Regions from separate parts of the Hordeum vulgare genome. Here all the other regions are linked to region 1. Evidence: chromatin contacts called from public Hi-C data. All regions are on one chromosome and are shown on one strand. The core of a region is the stretch at or near the end of the contact, and the rest is flanking DNA. Distances in the headings are between cores, read along the strand shown.

Evidence for each region. Hi-C and Micro-C count contacts between places; a contact is called where the count stands out from the background.
Region 2: a Hi-C map of leaf shows a contact between it and region 1, with 2.8 times the contacts expected there. The contact joins the promoter of LOC123407999 here to the promoter of LOC123411273 in region 1. A contact is called at or near these places in 2 of 6 Hi-C or Micro-C datasets (leaf and seedling).
Region 3: a contact with region 1 is called in a Hi-C map of leaf, with 4 times the contacts expected there. The contact joins the promoter of LOC123411868 here to the promoter of LOC123411273 in region 1. A contact is called at or near these places in 5 of 6 Hi-C or Micro-C datasets (leaf and seedling) and 1 of 1 datasets of contacts at active chromatin or transcription factors (embryo).

Annotation. Positions count from the first base shown.
Region 1 is chr7H:525,219,051-525,223,147 of MorexV3_pseudomolecules_assembly, reverse strand. LOC123411273 (protein MKS1-like) reads left to right here and starts at 1,264. Exons shown (of 1, transcript XM_045104203.1): 1 at 1,264-2,479. The coding sequence starts at 1,442. The coding sequence ends at 2,038. It overlaps TRNAP-AGG (a tRNA gene), which reads left to right and starts at 3,042; the gene lies at 3,042-3,113.
Region 2 is chr7H:524,869,781-524,874,226 of MorexV3_pseudomolecules_assembly, reverse strand. It overlaps LOC123407999 (nudix hydrolase 15, mitochondrial-like), which reads right to left and starts at 2,021. Exons shown (of 5, transcript XM_045101235.1): 1 at 1,644-2,021; 2 at 1,540-1,560; 3 at 82-224. The coding sequence starts at 1,932.
Region 3 is chr7H:525,633,133-525,637,147 of MorexV3_pseudomolecules_assembly, reverse strand. It overlaps LOC123411868 (ethylene-responsive transcription factor WIN1-like), which reads left to right and starts at 2,003. Exons shown (of 2, transcript XM_045104827.1): 1 at 2,003-2,286; 2 at 2,487-3,413. The coding sequence starts at 2,204. The coding sequence ends at 3,087. It overlaps LOC123411870 (a long non-coding RNA gene), which reads right to left. Exons shown (of 5, transcript XR_006613346.1): 3 at 4,012-4,015; 4 at 3,842-3,922; 5 at 2,994-3,083. It overlaps LOC123411869 (a long non-coding RNA gene), which reads right to left and starts at 2,597. Exons shown (of 3, transcript XR_006613345.1): 1 at 2,511-2,597.

The sequences.
Region 1 (4,097 bases), core at 15-2,514:
GAAGGTGTTATAGTTCAAATGGAGTTTTTCTCAGGAAATGTGAAGAATATTGTTTTGGAGCTGGGCATCACCTTTCATTTACTTTTGAATGGTTTTTACAACAACAAAAAGGAGCAGGGAAGGAAGAAACTTGAAACTCATTGTGTATGCCTACCATCAGCACACAAACTACAAGGCGAAAACATGAACCAATGTGTTAACGAACATAGTCTATTAGTAAGCGACCAATGGACGTCGCAAGGACCAGCAACACAACATGGAATAAAGCAAAAAAGATCATACATTGTCCATCATTTAGATCAACAACCAGCATATGCATGAGGAATTAGTCATGCACATGCACATCATGTGCACAACATTTAGAAGGATCATTTCATCACCTTGCTTCAAGGCATCCATATCTTCCGGTTCTCGAATACTCGTCCAATATTAGTCCAATTAAGAATCTGGCATTTTGTTTCCTTTAGTCTTTGACACACAAATCCTCTTTCTTTTTCAGGACTCCTCTAATTCATAGGATAAGGAAATGGAGAATTAGAAAGAAAAGAAGAGTAGAAATAAGATAGTAATACATGTGTGAAATATAGGATTGGCAAATACAGAAACTCTATAATGTATGGCATTCGTGTAAGTCATGAAAAAAAAATCAGTACTCCAAAATGCTTAATTGCAGTGCAAAAAAAAAAAAAAAGATACGACATGAATCGTGAAGAGGTCAATTGTGGAGAAATTAAAACTTCCTTGTTGGCACAACTATTTGCTTGATCTAGAGCTAGAGCTAATGAGGTTCCAACATGGTACGTCTCTTGCAAAGGAATTTTGGAATGAGGCAATGAGTCGAACTTTCCATTCATTTACTTCTGTCTTGAAGCTGAAGCTGAGATGAGAGAAAGATATCCTCTAGCCCTTCCATCCATCCATTCATGTGAATCAAAGGGGCGACAGCACCGCCGAGTAAAATTCGAAGAACGAAAAATTGACCTGAACAGAAGTACAGAAGACAACGTGTGGGTGTGGCTACCAAACATCATATTTCTCTGTAAATAAAACCGGGGTATTGCACTTCAAACGGGATTGTTCCAGCAGTAAAAAATATATGCATGTGTCGACGACGGAGCACACAACCATGGCTGCGGAGAGAGGCGACCACACAGGATGGAACACGAGGCACGTGCCACGCCGCACCACTCTTGTCTCATTCGATTTAGCCTTTAAAACGCCAGGAAGGAGGCGAGGACGCTGTCCATGGCTATATAAGCCGTTTTGCCCCCGTAGCTGATAGAAGATCGTTACGTTTAACCTCTAGCTGTCCCGATAGAAGATCATCCGTGTCTGCCTGCCTCAAAGTCGCACCTATCCTGCTATCCATTACCCCCGGCCGGTAGCTATCCGCCCGTCGTCGTTGTCGCCGGCCCGTGCGCTCCCTTGTGTTCCACCTCCCATGGCCACCACCACCAGCTACGACAACGCCGACGTCCGGCACAGGGCCCTCGGCGTGCACGGCGCGTCGCGCAAGATCGGCAAGCCGGCGCAGCAGCAGAACCGGAAGCCGGTCATCATCTACATGGTGTCCCCCAAGGTGATCCACGTGGAGGCCCACGAGTTCATGTCGCTCGTGCAGCGGCTCACGGGCCCGGAGGTCGCCGGGGAGGACGGGCGGGAGAGGGCGTCGACGTCGACGTCTTCCCCGGGGGCCGCGACCGACAGAGCCGGGAGGGCGGCGCAGCCGGTGCGCGTCAAGGCCCGCGCCCTGAACCGGCCCGGCCCCGCGGTGTCCGTCTCGGTGACGGCCACGAGACAGCAGCAGCAGAACGTGCCGCCGTCGTGGGCGGGGCCGTCGCCGTCGCCGACGACGGGGTTCCTGTTCCACGACCTCAGCCCGCTCCGCGGCGGGGCGCTCAAGGGCGAGGCGCCCATGGTCTCCCCGTGGCTGCACCAGGCCAGCGACCATTTCTTGAGCCCCGGCGGCGCGTCGGCGCTCGGCTCGCCGTCCGGCTTCCTCGACATCTTCGGGCCGCTATCATCTCAGCAGCAATAATCGGGTGAGGGCCGGTCAACCCGCGACATGGTCAGAAGTCTTTACCAACTCAATATGCATTAGGGTTTTCTGCATGATGGACACGCATGCTCGCTCGCCTCACGCACGAGATGATCGAAATTGGCCCGGCGTTGTCTAGACTGGTTTGGCAAGCTGTAAATTAATTAGTAGTCTGCTAGGTTCTTGCAGTATTGATTTTATGTGTTTGATTTTGATTTTTTTTTGTTTACCTTTGTTTGCAGTTCTTGCTGTACATTAATTGTAATAACCGGTGCACCCATGAGATATGAAATTGATTTATTTGTTGATTCGTTCTAGTTGGTGCTGCAAGTTGTAATTGGCAGGAGCAGCTAGCTAGCTAACTAATGCATTGGGCGATTGAATTGACAGAACATATATGCAGAAATGCAAGATATATATCATATGGTGCTTGACTTACTAGCTAGCTGGACTGCACATATGTGGTTCCATTTTCCCCGCCGTGTGTACATGCGAACCACTTCTGCTCGAGGAAATTAAGCGTGTCGTATTTAAATTAATCCAACGGAGATACGGTGATCTACAGCTTGATCATCGCATATATATGTCTTGTAGTTTTTTTTGGGTAATGTATTTTTCTTGTAGTTGGCATGCAATGCTTTACGCGGCATTAGTCTTTCTGTCGAGGCCTGAGATACATTAAGATGAGCTACATATTGCATAAATGCAGTTTTCTTTCCTTCTACAGCAAGAAAATCAGGTTTGATGATAGCATTGTTCACGGTCTTAGCTCTTCTGCTAATCACTCAAGGGATCACAAAAACCTGTAGGTCAGGCCCATGCACGGTTGCACTTGCACAAAGATCAAAGGCAGTACATATATATACGAACTGCTTGGCTGATAACATCGGTAACTAATTGTTGTGTCTTTACCACAGAAGAAATGGTATAACATACGGAGTGGTAGTAATTGACATCTCATTATTATGTTCTAATAAGTGACACAGTAGAAAGAGACACCTAAGGGCATTTGGTCTAGTGGTATGATTCTCGCTTAGGGTGCGAGAGGTCCCGAGTTCAATTCTCGGAATGCCCCTAATTTTTTCTTCCTTCCTTCACAAACAAAATCTTTTGTTTTGCTCCCTTCAACTCCCCCTCCAGCTTACAGAAAGCAGTTGTTGGCTTGGTGTTTTTCTGCGAACGCGGTTGTTGGCTACTTGCAACGATCAAGTTACTGGCTCCCGTTTGGAATTTGCAATACAAATTGAACGGTTTGTGCAGATCAATTCAAGCTTTTTTTTTTTTGAACAACCACATGTTTCATTAATCGAAAATCAAGTTACAATATAGCAACACACGTGAAAACTAAAAGACAAACCGGGATAAAATGATTATCCTGAATTTGCAGATAAAAACCTAAAAGATCAAAAAATACAAAACGATCCCTAGGGTTTCCTGCAATCACCGTAGCGAACGGCCGCCGCCCAACTCCAGCGCCGCCGAGGCGAACGCCGGAAGAGACGCCGAGCCTCCACCATCCCAAGATCCGAGAAAGCACCATCGCCAACGAGGCTTTGTGAGTCGATGAACGGGCCCGCTGCACGCAGCAAGGCACGTGTCGCTGTGGCTCGTCGACCGGGGGACGTCCCCGTGCTGTCTTGGACCAAGATTTGTCGCCTCCCATCAAAGTTGGAGAGGAACGGCAGATCCACCACCTTCGGACCGACATCCTCGCTCCAGAAGAACCACCTCGCCCCGGCCGCCAGCGCCGTCGCGAATAACCACGAACGCCAGCGACAGACCGAGAAACTGATCTCGTCAGATCTAAAGAACGGCGAGAAGACCAAGCTGCCGATCTGAAGGACCGAGCATCACACGTTGCCATCAACTCCAAGACGCTGCCGTGAAAGTTGTCGCCAGTGTGGGAATAGAGTTGAGGCAAATTTATTTCCCCGAACGCCGCTCCCATCACCCCAACGGCGTCCCAAGAAAACACTAGGCCAACCCTAACTACAAGCCGGCGTCGCAGCGACGTGGTCCCCACCTCCTCACGTCGCCGGAGTGGGCAACGGAGGAGGCA
Region 2 (4,446 bases), core at 772-3,271, 350 kb after region 1:
AAATAATCTGTCCTGCTATACAATGTGATTTTTTTTCGGTGAGGGTATAAGCGAGAAGCCGAGAACCCATAGACATCTTACCTTGGACAAGAAGTGCTCAAGCGAGGAAACGACAGTGACCAAGGATGGATCAAGCCCAATCTCCTCCTTTGCCTCCCTTAATGCTGTTGCTGCATCATCAGCATCGCCCTCATCTGCCTTTCCTCCGGGCAATGCAACCTCCCCTGCAAATCTCAAATGGAGAAAACAAAATCAGATAGGGTTTATCCGGCTCGTGTCTAGGTTGGTATCCATTTGAGGACCTGATTGTTTAAATATAAAAGCTAAGACAAGCCAAACAAGCGCTGAACAGAAAGCTAAGTTGAAAATCCAAATTCACTTGTAAGCATATTTGGTATTTGTAGGAATCTTAGGATTTTTGTAGTGCGTTATGGAACTTGTAGCCTTTTCTGGGAGAAAATCTCATATACACTAAAATGTATCAAATGGGGACTATTAAATTATAATGATGTAGAATGCATATTTACCAAGGGACTATTAGATTTTATATACCAAGGGATTTCTCCAATTCGCTCTGTGCTTACCAAAACCTCAGAACCAGCATGTGTGTGCTTGGCCCATGTACATAACAAGTTCTCCAATTTGCTATGTATATCGTTTTAGGCGTCTTTTTGAGTCTTGTTAGAGTTTGTATCCTATTCAGGTATGCAATGCGGTGGCGGCTCCCTGAAGATGGAATAAGGTTATCCCCACCTAGCCCCCCTCCCGGCAGTGTGTCTTGCATTGTCAGAGGGCTTGTGGAGGCGTGTCTCCGACAGGTCTCTCGGGATTTGGTCGGTGTTTGTCTTTGGTGAATCCAGTCTTTGTTCGTATGTGTTCGATCCTTTCGATCTACGCGCCTCTTCACGGGTGATGGTTGTTGTTCGTCTGCATTCGATCTTCTCGATCTACGCTTCTCCTCATCGGCGACGGTTGTTGTTCTGGTGCGCTGGTCCTTTGGGGTCTTAGTACAACGACTTCCCGGCTGTCTACTACAATAAGGCTTGTCCGGCTCCTATGAGGGAGGGACGATGATGACGGTGCGCCTTCAGCTTGCTCCGGTGCTTGTAGTGGTCGCTAGGTGGTCTACGAACATGGATGTAATTTCTGTTACTCCTGGTGTTCTTTGTACTGCCATGATGTTTGATGAATAGATCGGAAGTTTTTCCCGCAAAAAAAAAAAGACACCAACATCATGGTAGTCTAAACTAATTGTACACTATGGTAGCATAACTACCCGCGAGGACTAATTTTTGTAAGAGCTAACTAGAAGAACCGGGAGCCAATGAATTAAGATTAATGATAAACAACAGTCGTTGGTTTACTAGATTAAAACCCATATGGGATCAACAGTACAAACATCTGAATTCTGAAATGCTGCTGAACACCAACGCCTTGTACTAGATTCTGCTTCAACTACCAACCAGAAGCCCAATTCTTGGCTTGAATTCACCTTGATAAAATTCAGAGAATGCAAAAGCGGAATAGCAATCCAGTCACCTACGGGCCGTAAAACGAGACCTGAAAGCGAAATGTAGGATGCTTCAGTCCCAAGTCCCCAACCTAGCGCATACAGTGACAAATTTCCCCCAAAATATTTTTACCGGGGCGCCACGATTCGGATAGATCAGAAGCTGTCACGCAGAAGCGGGCGAGCTGCTCACCGGAGTGGGTGGAGAGGGAGGAAGCGCGCTTGGTGAGGAGGACACGCAGCTCGCCGGCAGCGTCCTGGAAGAGGCAGACCAGCACGGCGGCTCTCCGAGGCTGAAACAGGTTAGCTGCGGCTGGGGTCGCCGCTGTTGAAGGATCGCCGGTATAAGGGGAGGGAGGCGGCTGGTGGAGCCTAAGCCGTCGGATGAGAGCCTCGATGCTCGTGCCTAGCTCCTCCTCCATGGAAGCTTGGAAGGAGATAGATCGGAGGTGTGGGGGAATGGGGGTGCCGTGAAGACTTGTTGGCTGATTGAGCTTGCTGTTTTTTATTTTTTGTCCGTGCTAGGCGTCATCCGGCTGATCCCTCGCGCGGATCAGCCGGGTCAGCCGCCGTCCGATCACATTTATCTGACGTCTGTCAGCGGCCAGCTTTCATGGCACAGTGTGCAGTCCAGTCCGACGAGATGAAGTTTGAAATAAACCCTGAGGTTGTAAAGATTGACACAAACAAACCCTCACCTTCAAATCCTTAAAATTGGTACCCTGTATTTACAGATCCCGGTTAGTCTAAACCTTGCATGAGTAAAATCTTCTTTTTTATAACGGGAAAGGCACAATCCCGGCCGGTTATAGTCACTTACAACATGGTGAGCACGACCACGGTGTCCATCAATGAAGTGTTGTCGTTGTCGTGTCAGCAAGACAAGAATAATACGATGCATCACAAGGGCATGTTACAAACTTGCAATACATCCGTGTCTGACGTCTTGCGTGCGTGTATCAAAAAAAGATCATCCATGTACGGGGTACCCCTGTACGTCATAGACTAGTTCAGGAATGCATCAAGCTAGCCATCCCTGTACGTGCATGTCTTCGGGCAGAACTTCGGTCCTCAGTCGGTGCTTGTCGACATCATCGTGAATACAGAAGAAGCTCGGGTGGCTGTGGTTGTCGTCACCCGTGCCGCGCGTGCCCACAGCCTACGCTTGCTGAGCTGCACCGGGAGGCGGCCATGGCGACATGCTCAAGCCAGTGCGGCGTGAGGAGCCGGGATAGCGGCGCTGCAGCGAGATGGAGTCCTTGACATAGCTCGAGACCCAACCCAGAGCGCGACCGTGTATGCGTGTTGCGAGTCAGCACGGGCCTCCAGTGCCACGCGCCAACCGAAGTGCTCTAACGCGAGTGCGCACACCACGGTGGCTGCGTGCATCGGCCCCGACAACGGCAACGGACCCCTGATTCCCCAGCTCCGAGAGCTGCGGCAGGAGCTCGTCATCGCGGAGATAAGATGCAGCAGGAGTTTCTTGGCGTGAACGGAGCCGAGGGAGATGTTGAACTTGGTCCGGTGATCCCTGATGGTGGCCTTCGTCCTCTTGATGGCAAATAGATTCTCGTCGTTGGCGTCCCGGCTCCTCAGCTGCCTTGGCTGTCATCCACACGGCTGCCATCGCCATCATGGCCTCCATGATCACCATATGGCAGCAGGCTCGCCCCGCTGCCTCTACTCCCGCCGATGCATCGTGCAGGCTGCAGCTCATCAACTCGCCGACACCTTTCAGAAGCATCTACCCCGATAGCCATTGATGTATCTATACGGAAAGGGAACAAGAAAGAGAGAGAGCTGGGAGCGATGAAGAATATGGCTTGACCCGCACAACAGCGAGAAAAGCGAGTTCCCGGTCAGGATTATGCTTTTCCCGGTGTGTCAAATGTATCTAGGGTCAGGACAGACCGGAATCTAAAAAGTCAGGGTACAAACTTTAAAGATTTAAAAGTAAGGGTTCATCTGTGTCGGTCTCTACAACCTCAGGGTTTATTTCAGACTTTACTCTCCTCGTGATCTGCATTGCTATCAGTTGTTCATCTCGTCCATGTAACCTGCCAATCTGGTACAGTGTCTCCTTCGTATCAGCACTGTGTTTGATTGCTTCATGGATCGTGCCATGGGCATGCAGCCAAAGTACAAAAAACACAAGCATTAATGAGAAGAAAAAAGACATGCCGCAAACACAAGCCTTATTGCAATATCTAAACATTTTTTTATTGCGCCTCGTCTGATTTGTTTATTGAGCCTTTGCAACAAGCCTCGAGTTACGTTCAAGCTTTGCATTACGAGCCATGTTGTAATCCCTTAAGTAGTTTAATTTTCTTTTTTCTGTGTTTGATATGCTCGCTATGGCTTTACAATAAGCTTCGTGTTGCGCTCAACGCTTTGCAATAAGAGTGTTTGCAACAAGCCTCGTGTTGGGTGCAATGTTTTGTTAGAGGAGCCTTATTGCAATCCACAAGTTTTCGTTTTTACCTCCGCGATGCAATATAGTTTGTGTTTTACTCGTGCGTCTTGCAACAAGGATCATGTTACACGCAGCTCAGTTTGTGGCATGTGGCATGCAGATGTTGCGACAGACATTTCACGTTCAATCCCTCGGGAAGTGTTTTCAAAAAACAAAACACATAAAGTGCAAATTGACTTGGTTGTTGCAACATTGTTTTGTCACTCCCAACAAATGATTAAAAAATCATTGCACCACTCGAAAACATGTAAAAAAATATTTAGTGTAAGCTGCGGTCGACCTTGCAGCATCCTGCGCCCCGCTTGCAGCTACGATAGTCAGCCCTTGAAGCAACAACAGTCAACCCTTGAAGCGTGAAGCGTCCGCTTGCAGCAATGATACCCGACCCTTGCAATTCATGTGTCCTATGTCCGCCTTGCAACAGTGGTACCAGCCATTGCGACATTGTGTCTCGCTTGCAACA
Region 3 (4,015 bases), core at 754-3,253, 410 kb before region 1:
ACGCCATGGATGATGGACCGATGATTGGCAGCCTAAGATAGCTAGCGAGTGATTGAGCGAGCGAGCGGTACTGGGTGCTTGCACGGCGGGCCGATGGGCTGATGGATCGGGAGGAGGAGGATGCAGTTATTAATTGCCGTCCAACTTCTTTGCGGGTGTAGCGTACTCCTGTACACGGTACACCCCACACCATGGCTCGGCTGCGGGTGTCCTGCATGGACGGAGTGGCATTGGAACTGGCGTAGTTAAACCCGCAGTGCGTGTGTCAGTGCATGGCACAGATTTGTTACTCGTCCTGGATGTAGCTCGCACTTGACTGCCTGATGAGTAACCACGTACGTCCATCGATCATGGGCACGTCGTATCGTGCATTCACGCATGCTTTATTGTTGTGGAGTAGGACCGGTACTGTACTCCACTCCTCTTCTCCCTTGGGGAGTCTTTTCCTACTGCACTAGCTTGAGTGTCAGAAATCAGCCTTGATCATCAATTAATTTCTTAGTATGGTGAGTTATTTGTGATACTATAAAATTGGCAAATACAGTTTGATCCATGTTCAAACAATTTCATATGCTTGTCATTTCATCCATGTACTACAAGGAATTTATAGGAGTAGCCCTTAGCGACAAATGACAACCAGCTGAGTATATAGGAATAGCACTGAGCACTTAGGACATCTTCAACGTTAACCACTAAAACAGACACACAATGAGAGGAAATGTCCGGTCCTAAATATAAGTCTTTTTAAAGATTTCACTAAGAGACTACATACGGAACAAAATGAGCGAATCTACACTCTATAATATGTCTATATACATCCATATGTAGTTTCCTAGTAAAATCTCTTAAAAGACTTATATTTAGAAACGGAGGGAGTAGTTCGTTGGAACTTGAATGTCTAGACCAGCGTGCGGAAGTTTGAGAGATAGCATTAGATGGATGGCAAAAAGTGTCAAGATGCCCTTAGCAATAAGAGTGATTTCGAAAACCAAATGGGATTACCACAAAGAGCTGGACGGGTTGGATCCATGGCTCCGGCTCGTCTCTTGCAAATGAGGTCTCCCACGCCATAAATGAGGTCGCCAAGCGTGTAGGTGGGGGAGTTAATTACCGGGGTTACGTACTGGCAGGCAGCGGGGAGGGAGTGGTTACGTTGCCACTCGGCCACAGTTCACCGACAGCCCACCCCAGCAGCGCAACGGGGGGCCCCTCTTCCCTTCCCCCAGCAAGCTCTCGCCGGAGAGATCTTTGATCTTTCTTCTCTCCTTTGGTCTTTGTCTTTCCCTCTGGCTGGGCTGAGCTTTATCACTTGCTACACGCATGCTGTTACAGCTTCCAACCCCACTGCTCCAACCCCCTCCATGGATTACAGCCTTATACAGACAGAGTAGGGGATTGCTAGCTGAATTGCCTGCCCTTTAGGCACCACTACATATGTTGTATACTTGTATTCATATATGGTAGTCAGGTAGTCACTAATGTCACAACTTCCATAGGGAGTGGTGAATTTCAACCTGAAACTGGAGTTGTAACTTGTAGGTCCCGGAAGTAACCATGTCCCAGTAAGATGATGGATAGATTCGGTGTGTGTACTGCATGGTAGTGACACGAAATCTCTGAGAAGCTTAGAGTGGGTGACGCACATGACAGATTGACAGTACCCCAATGTCCTAGCGGAGTACAAGTGAAACAAGGACGGGCATGCATGGAAGCAGCCCAACCATCAACAGATACGTGGAACGCAAGGCACACGTACTCCCAGTCAGTTGAAGTTACTGCCACCCCGGCAAAATCCAATCGATCTCTCTCCCAGTCACACACATGCATACGCCATGTGGCCCTATGTGTATGTATGTATGTATGTATGTATGTATGTATGTATGTATGTATGTATGTATGCAAGCGTAGGTGTATACGCATCCGCCTATCCATCTTTCTATCTAACCACATTTAACGCTCTGCAAGTACAGGGGGGGTCCGAGGTGCAGTAGCTTATATTCACTGGGAGCAGCAGGGCCTTCGCTCCTCCCCACACTAGACTGCTCCGCCTCTCTTCCGTGGAGGAGGCCGGGCTCACACTCACTCACTCACTCACTCGCACTGCGCCACACTGCCTGCTGATCATTCCTTCCCTCCGCTCTGCCCGTCCTCCTCCCTGTCAGAGAGAGAATCTCGCTCGCTCTGCATTCCGCAGAGAAACATCATGGTACAGTCCAAGAAGAAGTTTCGCGGCGTCAGGCAGCGCCACTGGGGCTCCTGGGTCTCCGAGATCAGGCATCCTCTCCTGTAAGCCTCTCGCTAGCTCTCTCTCTCTCTATAGCTGCTACCCCTACTCTCCGGCCTACGACTCGTGTGGCTATCCCACCGTGTCCTGAGAGATAGATACATTGACTCTAGTTTGAATTGCCAACTGCTTTAAGGCTGCTTTCGTTGATTTTCTCTTGATGTGTTCAAAATGCATGCATGTATGTGTGTATGGTTTACAGGAAGAGGAGGGTGTGGTTGGGCACCTTTGAGACGGCGGAGGAGGCTGCGCGGGCGTACGATGAGGCTGCCATCCTGATGAGCGGGCGCAACGCCAAGACCAACTTCCCCGTACCGAGGAGTGCCAACGGGGAGATCATCGTCGCCCCAGCAGCAGCAGCACGGGACATTCGCGGTGGCGTTGGCTCGTCGTCCTCCGGGGCCGCCGGCGCCAGCAGCCTGTCACAGATCCTCAGCGCCAAGCTCCGCAAGTGCTGCAAGACACCGTCCCCGTCCCTCACCTGCCTCCGCCTCGACACCGAGAAGTCCCACATTGGCGTCTGGCAGAAGCGCGCGGGTGCCCGTGCCGACTCCAGCTGGGTCATGACCGTCGAGCTCAACAAGGAGCCGGCCGCAGCGGCACCACCAACGCCCAGCGACAGCACGGTGTCGGCGACTCCTTCCTCGTCCACGTCCACGTCCACAACGGGCTCCCCACCGGAGGCAATGGAGGACGAAGAGAGGATCGCGCTGCAGATGATAGAGGAGCTGCTGAGCAGGAGCAGCCCGGCTTCGCCGTCACATGGGCTGCTGCACGGTGAAGAAGGCAGCCTCCTCATCTGAAGAAAAATATTGCACGGTTAAGAAAGTGTGATCAGGTCACCATCCCAGATCAAGGATCTGGTAGGGTGGTTGGCGCACAAGCAGTTAAGATCATTGCTCCACATCGTAGGTACCAGCCGAGTATCTCTCCATTACGCACTACGTAAAATCAAGCTTAGGAAACGATTAATTACTACTGTGTATGTACGCGTGTGTGTGAAGCCCTGTGTATTTATAAATTAATCAAAGGCTTACTTGTATGTAACTAAGTATATGCCGTCACCGTCATGATAGTCACACTATGTATCAACATCATCAGACTATATAGTACTACATGATTACGTATATATCAATGATATCGCTTTCTAATAAATGTAATAAACACCTTGTAATGCAGTACTCTTGTGCATTTGATTTCCTTTGTTAGAGAACCTCAATGATATCGCTTTCTAATAAATGTAATAAACACCTTGTAATGCAGTACTCTTGTGCATTTGATTTCCTTTGTTAGAGAACCGATGATGTGTTGTTTTCAGCCAAGGTTTCTCATCACCAAAAGGATATCCGGAATATGGTGAGGTGATATTTGCAAACTCTTTAATTGACAAGACAATCGTCTGTAAGCACTGCTCATCCTAGTCCTGTAGTAGTAACCCTAATTAAGAATAAGGTTCCAAAATATGTGTATGGGCTGTCGTATGAATGCAAGCACAAAATTCTCAACATGTATGCGGTATGTTAGTACTACCTAAGACGTTTTGCGAAAACGTCTTACATTAGGGAACAGATGGTGTACTTTCTATAGCTGGAAGGAGTAACAATTGAAGAAAAGAGAGAGCATGCACCCCGAGTTTTCCTGTACACAATCTCAACTCCATTAGTGACCTCAAAGCAAGTGGTTAGCCGAAGAGCATCAATGAGAATATAATTGAGAAGTAAACTCACAAAA